Regions from separate parts of the Rattus norvegicus genome. Here region 2 is linked to region 1. A link is a contact called in public Hi-C data. All regions are on one chromosome and are shown on one strand. The core of a region is the stretch at or near the end of the contact, and the rest is flanking DNA. Distances in the headings are between cores, read along the strand shown. Region 1 overlaps Rbms1 (RNA binding motif, single stranded interacting protein 1). Region 2 holds the start of Rbms1 (RNA binding motif, single stranded interacting protein 1).

Evidence for each region. Hi-C and Micro-C count contacts between places; a contact is called where the count stands out from the background.
Region 2: a contact with region 1 is called in a Hi-C map of liver, with 3 times the contacts expected there. The contact joins the promoter of Rbms1 here to the enhancer-like site in region 1. A contact is called at or near these places in 7 of 12 Hi-C or Micro-C datasets (Schwann cells, frontal cortex, kidney and 3 more).

What each region holds. Positions count from the first base shown.
Region 1 is chr3:65,654,472-65,660,757 of GRCr8, forward strand. All of the region lies in intron 2 of Rbms1 (RNA binding motif, single stranded interacting protein 1), which reads right to left. Among named protein-coding and RNA genes, the nearest start is that of Itgb6, 130 kb to the left of the region's middle. Within about 2 kb of position 2,605, at least 4 of the 93 cell types and tissues checked have an H3K27ac peak or open chromatin away from gene starts, as enhancers often do. A contact at or near this core is called in liver, where this site is marked.
Region 2 is chr3:65,826,586-65,832,871 of GRCr8, forward strand. It overlaps Rbms1 (RNA binding motif, single stranded interacting protein 1), which reads right to left and starts at 2,428. Exons shown (of 14, transcript NM_001012184.1): 1 at 1,915-2,428. The coding sequence starts at 1,989.

The DNA.
Region 1 (6,286 bases), core at 1,355-3,854:
TCACGGTCTGCTGGCTCCTGCACACAGTGAGGTGATTATCTGGAGCCACTGAGGGGTGTTGAGGGGTTTCGCTTTCATTAAACATCTCCCGTGCTGTCCACTCAGAAGCTACGCCCAGAGCGCAATGCCAAATGGCCAGCACTGCTCTGACAGCTTTACTTGCAATGAGGTTTAATAATGGGGGTGGTGAGGGTGGCGGGGGTTGGGGGTGCAATTAGAACTTAATCTGAATCTACTGTCAATCACCCAGCGCCCACAAGATTAACAGATGTTTGGGTACAAATTCATAAAGGGATAAGAACTTTCAGCTACCCTTGTTCCCATTTAGATTTTTTTTTAAATTATTGAGGAAGAGAGATGTACACTGTACTGGGTAAACGCTGACTCTAAGAACACCAAGCAGGACATACCCAGGAATGTAAGGTCCAGGGCTGTGGGGAAGCCAGTATGTCTGTGTTCCTCTTTAGGTTTTATCCAACTTCAAAGTAACTAGGCTCAGGCCACAGCCCTCTCGCTACCCCTCATCATAATACTCTTGGCTAAGAGGAGTTAATCCACTCCAGAGGAAGCAGTGGCAGAAAAAGGATAAAGAGTAATTAAGAGACGGTGACTGGAGAATAATTAGAATTTCAAAGGGAGAGGATAACAAGTTAGGAATTCACATTGAGGCCCCTTGCTCTTGCAGACCTGGCTGAAGACCTGCTCAAGATGTACTGAAGCTCCTTTGGTTTGCAATATATCTTTATTCCTCCCCCGTTTCTGCTTACGAGTAAAACCAAACATATTTTAGTTTTAATTAAACAATTATTTGCTGTCCCCATAGCTTTCTCCTTACAGAATTATAACCTCCCCCATTTCTTTGGTTTATCTTAAATCCCGAAAGCCATATACTACTGAAATTAGAACACAGATTCTTAGGTTGACAAAATTAAAATCGCCTAAAGTCCTAGGTCTGAGTGTCCGTGTACCTCCTTACAGGGTGTGAGCATTGGCTGTGCGTGTGTAAAGGAGTGCACCCTCTGTTCCCTTCCCCACTTTCCAGCCCCTCTTCCCAGTTACAGGAGAGCTTAGAAAATGGGAGCCTACACCAGCCACCACCGACAGATGGCGATCGTGGTTGACATGTTCCCTTAACACTTGGCATTTCAAAAGTTTAAATGCTGGCGGTGCTTGTACTAGATTTGGAATATGCTATGGACATTCCCGAGGCATCATTTATTGCTTACTAATCATTAAAAATAGTCGATGGGAATATTAAAAATAACGTATTTGTAGTGCTAACAGAAAAGGACACATTTGAAAAAGCCAAATATTGCTCATGAGTACAGGAGGGTGGCTTATGTTCAGATTCGAGATGATATGACTGCGTAAGTGGTAACAGACAGCAAGGTGGACAGACAGTGTCGAATGACGATAAACTAAGGAAAAATATTAGAAGCTGCTGACTTCGTTAATTCCTGGGGGTGGGGGTCAAAGGCATGTGTCATATTAATAAACTCTTACTTTTCTGCACAGTGATTGTCTTATAATTTAATCCTCACAGCAACCTTTGAATAGGTGGTTTTTGATTCAATTTTGCACACGTGAAACTCAGGAGCAGAGTGAGTCTACCCAGGGTTACACAGCTTGCAAGCAGCAAAGACAGGAAGTTTGCTTTGGAGTTGAAAGGCCACGCATGTTGACAATTACAGAAGCTTGGGTCACCGAGCGCAGACAGGTTCAAAGCAATTCCACTTTGAGTTGCGTGCTTTAGATGGAGAGAGGGCGGACTGTCGCTGCTAATGTCTCTGGGACGGATGCTGATAACAGTCAGAGAGAGAGGTCACGTGGTCTATCTTGGGATCAGATACCCAATAAAATATGTCGGTGAGGGGAAGCACAACTGGCTTTAAAGTCTGAAAGGAATCATTCATGAATCTATTTCATGGTACGTAAAATATGGGGACTATCTGTCAACCCCCTCTTGTTATTTTGGAATTGTGAGGGGAAAATTAAAAAAAGCCCTAATATACAAATACAAATGTATCTTCACCCTGCATGTCCTGTGTGCGCCATCTACAGCCATACGCTCACGCCTCTGCACAACCATAACCCCACCCCTACCTCGACAGGCACGGATTAACTCTGAGGATGGAGTTCTCCAGCTACCCTTTCTCTGACTTTATTTTGTCATGGACTCTTCAGGAAAAGGTATTTCCTCAAATTTGCTTTAATTCACAGAACCGTGTAGCTGGACAGAGGGAAGAAAGGAACGTACAAGTGATACCCATTTAACAGAAAGGTTTGTTAATGAACAAGGCCTAAGGAAACGCAGGAGTGAGTTACCCAGGCTCTTCTGAATCCCCCACTACCGTGAATAATTCAATTGGTAATATTTTCTCTATTTAATAAAAGAAATATTGAGGATTCGCAAATGAGATACAAGATAAGAAAAATTTAAAGAAGGCAACCGAGTTCAGATCTCCTAAGACTTCGTATGTTTCATGCTGACGGTTTTTACGGTTCATGCATGGTTTCAGGAAACTGGCCTAGGACATGACAATATTAAGTGCATATAAAGACAGTCAAGTTTCCGTTTCAGTTGTCTGAACTCAGATAACCGCCCCATCTGCTTGTGCTGTACGGCTGCAAAGGGTGGCGAGCACACAGCGCAGGGAACTAACTGTGCCGTACACAGCTAGACGAGAAGCCAGAGTTTCCAGGAGGAGAACGCCTGGCAAGGAATGCAACTGCAGGACCTGAAGGTCAGACACAACCGAAGCCCTGCTGCGGAAGGCCAGCCGATCACAGGAAAGACGAGAGCAGCACGAGGGAAGAGATCAAATCAAGAACGAGGCTCACCAATATTCATAGCATGCCCTCGTGTGACCTTCACCGCACACAACCTATGAAAAATGTATAAGATGCCGGATCTACTATGAAGGGGACAATCCTTTGAGGGAGGCGAGGAATTTTCAGGGTAAACCCACCTCCGTACCAAATAAAAATCTTGTGTGCAGAATCCTAAACAAAGAAGGCATAAATGCAGAGGGAGTGTCAGGCTGAACAAGGCAGCCTTTGGGGAGAGCAGACACCCAGGCAGGCTATGAAGAGAGGCTCAGCCAGCAGATGTTTCGTGCAAACCTATGTGAGAACAACAGAAATCGAGGATGGGGAAGGGCCTGGAGTCGCCCGCCTTCCAGAGAAAGGGAACGCATCTTGGCTGGAGGTTTTTCAAAACAACCACGGAATGAAACAGCAGACTCAAGATTTTTATCAAGATTCACGAAACAGTTGATGCCCAGGATTAGCAAAGACAGCCATGTCTTTTAATTTACTTTGCTGTATGCCTACAAATTAGTATGGATGACTGAGGGGAGCAGGGCTTTCCAGAGGCCAGCAGAGATTTAAGACAAATGGCTTCTCTGAAGGAGCCTTAAATGCTCAATTAAACTTCTGAGAAAAGCAGTCCCAGGTGTCTGCTGTGGAGAGCCAGCGACTTGCTCGTGAATTCAGAAGACAGGGAAAGGAGACCCTCAAGTTCAAGTTTCTGAACCGGGGAGGTCAGTGAGTTTAGCCCAGTGCGCAGGCTGGGATACGTGGCAGAACCCAGCCTCTTTTCATGTGTTCTCCCTCTCAGGGGCAGGTAGCCCAGCGGTCTTTCATGGGACAATATCACAGAGGCTCTGGTATGAAGCACCACTCCATGTTTCCTTCTCAAAAGATTTAATATATCCTTTAAATGAAAATAAAATTGGTAATTTCCTTCCGGATTTTAGAACCGATAAACTTTCTCATTAATCTCAAAAACATCCTCGTCGACTTTCCTATATGAGCCCAGGACTGTTCCTACCATATTCAGCTAGAAATAAAAACCACACGGAGACTGAACATTAAACTACCTCGCCAAAAACAGCAAAGACGCCCATTGGGTGGGTGGGGCATATGGTCTGTGAAAATGTGTAGCCTTTCTTCTAAATAAAAGCACTGCGGCACACCAATGTTCACGCACATCATAACAGCATTTCACAGACGACTTTGTAGCTCTTCAGGGTACAGTCATAGATGCTTGGACCCAAATCAGTGTTCCCCAGTATTTCTATGTTAGAGGAAGATAATGCATGCTGGAGACAGAATCAAGGGGTTTAAGTGTATGTCACTGAATTGATCTCAAAGTCTCATTCACTGATAAATATTCAAGTCCTAAAGCAAGGACAACTTGGCTACAGAAGGTAGTTGGGGCTTTTGTTACTGTTTTGCTTTGCTTTGGTTTTGTTTTTTCCTGTGTTCTGTCTGTCCTGGAACTTGCTCTGTAGACCAGTGTGGCCTTGAACTCGGTTATCTGCTTACCTCTGCCTCCTGAGTACTGAATTAAAGGCATGTGCTACCACTGCCCGGCTAGAAAGTAGCCTTTATCTCTGGATTGGTGAAACCATCAAGATTACTTATAAAACTATTTTCCTCTTCCCCTACAGTATATAATGCATTGCTTATGCTGACTTGGTGGTCTCACCTTTTGTAGTGACGTACCATAAGGAAAACTTGGTTCTAACAGAAAGAAAGCAGGGAGTTACAACTATGGAGATGTGGCCTCAAGTTCTAATATAATCAATGATCGGTTCTGTGTCACTCTTGGTATACAACTGCCCAAAATATCTGCATCACAGAAGACAATATGGATTGGCTATCGCGGTTTTTTTTTTTTTTTTTTTTTTTTGGTAATGACACCAATGAGAGGCAACCTGGACTACTTTCTTATCAAAATATTAATGTACTGCAAAACTCTGAGAAAGAACAGACCCACTGTTTTTGTTACTTTTAGCATAGTTTTCTTTGCATATCGCATATAAACACTCAAGTGTATTGGTTGAACACATACAACATAAACAGGCAGTGTAATTTCCCCTTAATGAAAGTGTCTGGTGAGGGGGGAAAAAGGGTGGGGAAGGAAGGGATTGGCAGAAATAGAAGAGAAATATGTTATCTTTGAAAACAGATGTGGGTAGAATTGAATCCTATAAAGAAACATAGGTAGGAAAGCAATTTAGAAGTTTAACACGAAATAAAAAATTAGTAGCAAAAAGAAAATTACACAGCTGTGGCATGGGAGAAGCCCAGGTGATTATTTTTCAAACAGCCACACATATGTTGCACTTAAAGTAAACCAGTCAACCTTAAGACACACAGATACAGAGACAGACAGACAGACAGACAGACAGACAGACAGACACACACACACACACACACACACACACACACACACGCCCCAGAGTCATTAGACACTGAATGTGTACAAGTTCAGCACTGAGAGCCACATATGACTACTTCATTCAAAGGAGGACAGAAAGATAGAAGGGCTAAAGCAAACATGTTTTCCACACCACTTGAAACAGAATGCAAAATTACCTCAAATGTTCCTCTTGATTCTGCCACAAGCCAGAGTATAGGCGTCAAACTGGACATTTGTTGGCCTTACACTAAAGCTGGCTCTGATACAAAATATGGCATCAGTATACTAACTACCAAACACACTTCATCCTTTTGTAGGACAGTAATCCTCCACTGCCCCACAATCCCAGGAAGCCAGGCAGAGCAGAGACTGGTGAGAGAGACAGTATCTATCTTCCTTAGTTCGTTTCTGACAAACTTGGAAGTATGGTATAAATTCCCCCCGGTGAAAGGTCCACTTGCTTTGTGTACCTAAGGGAACAGCAGCCAGCAGCTTGACATCTCTAAATTTCCTTCGCTCAAAAGGTCACTTGTCACAGTAGTTGCAGCCCCAAGAACAGAGCCGAAGGGGAGGGATATAGGATTACCCATATCGATTACCCACAGGTTTGTCCCTGAACCACACTGTCCTTAGATACTGCAGATAAAGACAAGCAAGCATCCTACAAGCACAGGAGGAGAGACTCAGGGGCTCTGAACCTTACACCATAAGAAAGTCAAGGGGAAATCATCATTGTCTGAAAGGATGCAGCTGAAGCGAGGCGAATGCTGTAAAATTACTTCATGTCTGTTTCGCTCAATGGCCGCATCCCAAATGAAGGTGCCATGGTTCCCTCTCACTGTAACTCGGATTCACTGGATTTTCTGGGGGATGTTCTGGCTATACTCTGGAAGGCAGAGGGCTATGGGAAGCCAGGGTGTGTTAAATGCTTATCTGCTATATGACCCAGTCAGTAAGCATTTCCCCCAGTCTCAGTTGTTTGGCAAACTCTTGCGTAACAGAGCAGGTAATCACGGATTGCAAAATGCTAGATTCTTTGAAAGAACAACAACAACAACAAAAATCCCCCAAGATGCT
Region 2 (6,286 bases), core at 1,178-3,677, 170 kb after region 1:
GGCTTTGCCGTTTGTCCCTCTCTTCAATTATTTACAGGGCAAAAAAAAATTTATATATATAATAATAATAAAAGCCAAATGGCATTGCATTAGCTATATTAAATGCTATGCAGTTGGTTTCTAACTTACTAATGGTACATAAAAATTACTAAGGTAAATGTTTCATAGGAACATGGCTCCTCCCCTTCTTCACCTGAATGTGTGCATTTATTATTCATGGAGTTAAGTGTTGAATAGGCTTGTCCTTCAGGCAACCAAATGCTGCATAATTATTTAAATGAATGCATCAAATATATAACACAGCTAAAAGGTGGCGCATAGATCACGTTACGAAATTTCTTCAAACAGCACACATACACAGAGAGAGAGACAGAGAGAGAGACAGAGACAGACACACACACACAGAGAGAGAGAGAGAGAGAGAGAGAGAGAGAGAGAGAGAGAGAGAGAGAGAGAGAGAGAGAATCTCCCTCAAGTTCCTAAAACAATGGCATGTCAACCACATGGAGATGAACGGTCCTGCTCTAGCAGTTGCGAACACCTTACAGATCTCCAGTGAGCGAAGGTAAATGGGGAATTGGGAGAGCAGCAAGGAGGCCTTTAGGTGCTGGGAAATTTCTGGCCTCTGCTGACAAGTCCTTTTTACGTGGACAAACACTGAGCTATGTTGTAGGGCATCATGGACCACACACATTGAGAGAAAGAGAAGCTTTCAAGGTTGAAGCATAGATTCTTAGTACCAGGTCAGCAATGTCCATCTGCCAGCAAACAATCCCCTAAAGAAAGTTCAAACACTGCATCCATACCTGATTCTTTTGTGATCTAGAAGGACATACTAGGTGTGTTAACAGCTGAAGAAGGCTGCTGTACCCACCATCCCATTCTGCCTTTCCTAATTGTGGCGTATGATTCCAGGGCGGTAAGGTGCACTTTTCATGAACCCTAATAATTTTTTAAAATTAGTTTATGAGACATCAAACTGTTGTAAAATTAGCATAGGCCCATTAACAAAGTGCCCAGGGTCCCTGGAAAGCCAGGCACAATTTGCCTGCCTACATGTCATCAGCGGTCCTTACCCAAGACTGTGCCACTTTTGAGCAGAATTGGAAATCACTCTCTGGTACACACTCAAGGCGGTTTAAAAACAACAACCAAAAAGGAAAAGTAAATACAAAGTCACTTCTTTTTATGCATCGAAATCTGTCCATTGTCCCTCCCATGTAAAAGCTACAGAGAAGATTAAAGGGGATATCAATGAATGCAGAGTGAACTTTGGCCACTTCTCTACCCAAAACACCAGCGTAAAAGTGGAAATCAGTAACCAGGTGAAGTGCCACACCGCACAAAGATCAGAGGCGAGGGGCGGGCGCACAGGGCCCAAGGCGGGGAGGAGACCGTCCCGGCCCCCTCCAGCCACCTTCGTCGCGCGCGCGGGAGCTGGAGGGTAGTCCTGTGGGGCGGGGCGGGGCGGGGCGGGGCGGGGGGCTGCGCGCCACTCAAGGGGACCCCACAGTTACTGCCCGCAGGGCGAGGCCCTGGAGAGGTCTGAAAGCCGTGCCGCCAGCAGGTCCTGCCGCGGGCCCCAAGCATCGGCCGGCCGCCAGCCCGGGCTGGACGAGGGGGAGCCGTGAGGCCGCGAGACCCTTTCCTCCTCGCCGGCCAGGAAGGGGCCAGCGGTCCTTTCCTGTCTAGTCGCTCCCCCCCGCTACTCTCTGTAACCCGATCGCCGCGATCGGCTCCCCGGGAAGCCGCCGCCCCGCGCACAGCCTGGCTCTGCCCAGGCCAGCGCTATAGTTAGCAACCCCAGCACTTGTGCCCAGAGGCGGGAGGGTCGCCGTGCGCCCCTCCCCAGCCCGGCCCGGCGCGCGCCTCCGCGGTCCCCTCCTTTGGCGACCCTTCCCCGCGCCTCCTTACCTTGGCTTGCAGATACTGGGGGTAGTAATAGGTGGCGTACTGAGGGTACATCTGTTGTTTCCACACTTTGCCCATGAAGCTGGAAGGAAGCCTGCCGTGCAGGGTCGAAGACACTTTAGGTTTTCCAAGTCCCGATCTCTTTCTCCTGCCTCTCCCTTTCCGGAGGCGGCGGCGGCGGCTGCCTCGGCGGCTGCTGCTGCCACTGCTCCACCTCCCAACCGGGACCAGACGACGTCCTCCTCCTCCACCTCCTCCTCCTCCTTCTGCTCTTCCTCCTCCTCCTTCTCCTCCTCCTCCTTCCAGGCAGACAGAAAGACACTGCAGAGCGCAGAGGACACCCCGGACAGGGCGCTCCCAAGGAGTTTCCTCTGGGAGCCCGACTGTGCCCGAGCTGCCAAGGGCTGGCGCTCTGGCCGCGCTGCGCTCCGGGAGCAGGCTGAGCCCAGCTACGAGTGATCAATACAAGTGGAAAGTACGGCGGCGGCGGCGGCTGCGCTTGGTGCCAGGCGGCATCTGGGGTGGGTGCGCCCGACAGCGAGAGGGGAGAGGGGCTGGCTGCCGAGGCCGCGGGGGAAGGGCGGCCGGGGGCGGGGCTTGGGCGCCGCCGAGCCCGGGACCCGCTGGAGGTGAGGGCTGACTTTCCACCACTCCTCACCTCCTAGGCTCTCAAGAGGACGCACAGAATCTCTGGGAGCGGCGATCGCTTTGTGTCCAGGGTGGGAATAGGTTTGGTAGACCCTGCTTAATAACTGCCGAGAAGGCACCTCTAGCTTTCCTGAGTTTTTAATCTTCGTAAGTGGGGGAGGGAGGGAGGGAAAGAGGGAAAGAGGAAATCTGATTAATCTCTCACTTCCCCCAAATTCCCGGACCGGTGATTTTTTTTTTCTCCCCACAAAGGAAAATGCTTTAATGTCCAATCACAAAGCTGGAGCCAGGACACCTGGGTTCTGTTCCACCCACACACCAGGTCACAGCACTAATTTTCTAAGTGACCTTGGGAAGGTTAGTGTCCTTCGGTTTGGTTTTCCCAGATGTGAAACCATGCTCTTTGCGTGTACACACACACACACAAACACACACACACACACAAACACACACACACACACAAACACACACACACACACACACACACCAAACTAGCGGGTCCTTCTAAGGGAAAGATGCCAAAAAGAGGAAGAATGTTATTAGAGGACACAATATAGACATCAGTTTCTCCCTGCCTTTTCTAATGCTGCCAGACAGTCTGTCAACTCCCACTCAGGAGCAAGGAAACTCCCTGAGTTTGGAATATTTTAAGGCCATTTTGAAAGTCACGCTGGCATATTGTTGCAGTGTGTTTCAGTGACACATAAAATCAATCTCCCTTTCTGCTTCTCTCCGTCTCCTAATTGTCTCAGCTCTAGACAGCCCCAGACGAGCAGCGGTTCAGTTCACTACATAACTGGATATAATTTAATGGAGTTAATTGGTCCCTGAAGTTGCCTGCAGAAGACTTTTATATTCTAGCTAAAAAAGAGACAATATGAGATGTACAATAGGATGGGGAAGAGAATGTCCCTAAGTTGATGTCCTTGCCCGGCTGATAAAAGACTAGGAGAAAAACATTTATTGAATCGAACTCGGTTGCTTTGTTTTGTTTTCTTGTTTTTTGTTTGTTTGGTTTTGGTTTTTGGTCACTTCTCAGTGCAAGGTAAATCCAGTCAAACAGGAATGCATGATTTTCTTCAGTAATCAGATCTTTATATGATTATATTTTAAGACAGGCTTTAAAAATGATAAACACAGTGGGCTGGAACCCTTATCTTTATATGATTTAGACAAGTTTCTGGGCTGTACATTTTTTCTTGAAAAAAATAAAATAAAATAGTTGTAGTTCATGTGAAGACAATTTGGACACGTCAGGAGGTGACTCGTGTACTTCCTCATTCATCGATACAGAATCTCACGAGGAAATTAGATTTACTGAGTTTCTGTCACATGCTGGGCACTGTGGAGATTAATGCCAACCTGCAGGTTAGAGTGGTCCAGTGTCTGACGAGGTGAGCTGAAAGTGTTCCTCATATTGCTTCCATACGAGAGTGCTTTGGTTCTTAAGTAACGAAGTCACTAGCATGCTGTGTGTGTGGGGGGGGGGGGGACCCAGAGAGTCTAGGAATAATGGTTTGGAAGGGGTGACTGACTGAAGAGAAATAAGTTGAGAAAGAACTCAGTCTAGGTTTGGACACAGGAAATTGCCAGAGTGAGAGAGACTGTTCTGCTTACTATTTTTTTTTCTCCTGGATGATGAAAATCCAGTCCATTTCCAAGAGCCCAAAAGCAGACCCAGACATATATGGAGGTTTGATTTATGACTGAGCCAGTGTTACAGGGCAGTGGGCAAAGAATGAACTTTTCAATAAATGATTCTGGGTCAATTGGCTATCCGCATTGGAAAAATAAAGTAAAATAAAGGTCTGCTTCACAAATATCAAAGATGGGGAGTCCAGCTGCTTTAGAGATTATGCTCAAAAAGCCAAAATCACAAGGGCTGTTAGAGGACAACAGAGGTGATAGCTACCTGATGCTGATGTGTGGCAAGATTAATAAACTGAAAGCAAGTGTGAGATATTGTGATACGTGGTTTGTAGACTGGGCCTAGAAAGCATAAAAAGTGAGCCACGAAATAATTACTTTTACAAATAATGACAGGTTAATATGCATACTCTATAGAGAAATCCTCGAGAATGTGAGAAAGAGAAACAACTTGTGTGAATAAAAGGGTTTTTTTTTTATTCACAAAGGGAGACCAACAAATGTTCAACCCACTTATGAAAGAATGCTAGCATTCAATTGGTAACATGATAATTCCAATAAGGTGACATTTTACTCTTTGCCACGCTGTCGGGAAAAAAAAAGAAAGAAAAAAAAACCAACAATGAAAATGACATGAGCAGGTGAAGGATGGAGAAGGGAACTCTCGAGATTGATTATCAGAAGCACGCGTTTGTACTGCCATCAGTGCCGAACATAGTTTGTCATTATCCGACTTTAATATTCTCTCTCCTGCAGTTGCAGGTGCAAACATATTAAAGAGTCTTCTATAGATGCAACAGGAAGTGTGCACAAGAATCCTCGTATAGCACTAAAAATAACACAAATGAACACTAACTATACAATGCTTAAAAAGTCCTTCGTGTACAGATACCAGGAGACACTGCAACAGGAAAGGTAATGGCCACAGTGAAAAGCATCAGTACACATCATTTCAAGTTTAATGCTGATCAAAGAAGCGACTCAAGGGGCTGGAGAGTTGGTTCAGCAGTTAAAAGTGTACACTGCTCTTTCAAAGGGCCTCTACCTCTAAGAGATGCATTGCGCTCTTCTGGCTTCCATAGACGCCTGTGCTTCTATGTGCATACCACCCATAGACAGACACACACAGTCATGCACACGACTTATACTACTTATAAAATCTATTTTATATTACTTATAAAATCTATTTTAAAAGAAGCAGCAAGTCAACAATATACAAGACATGATTCCATTTTTATGAGCCTCAAAATCAGGACAAAAGTATGTAAGAATAAGAATATGAATGATTTTTAAAGCATAAATAAAACATAGCTAATATAAACACAGAATTCAGAATAATGATTCTCTCCACAAAAGCAGATGGTTGTGAGTAAGCAGGAAGGGGCCAAGGATGACCCTGGATTGTAGGTGTATAGGAATATATTTCAATATATTCTCTTTGAGTGGGCTAATGATTGTGTGTGTGTGTACATATACAAATATGTACACACATACACATACACACACACCTATATATATTGTGTCTCACAATAAACATGATTGTTTCCAAATAAATGCGAAAGCACAGACAGAATAATGACCTTTCTTTTCCTAATATCTAGTTTCAATTCTATCATCTTCTCTCTCTCTCTCTTTCTCTCTCTCTCTCTCTCTCTCTCTCTCTCTTTCTCTCTCTCTCTCTCTCTCTCTCACACACACACACACACACACACACACACACACACACAAATATACCTCATTTTTTATTTTACTGGAGTCATTTAAAAGAAAATCTCCAGTCCTCTTTAGAGCATTGTCTAATATTATTATACCTAATAAATTTAACCATACTTGGTTAGCATCCGTTGATTCCCACTATTTGCTCATTTTATTTCCATTGTCAAAAATTCCTTTTTATAGTTTGATTATTTAAATCTTAATGATATGATGTTGCATATCAATTTGGCTTGTGTGCTCCTGAGTGTCTTTCCACATCTAAAACCTCACCCCCACTCATTGTTTTTTAATCCGTAGTTATTTGATGAAGGACTTGGAACATTTGCCCTATAGAATTTCCCACCTGGCTGACTGCAACATTGTA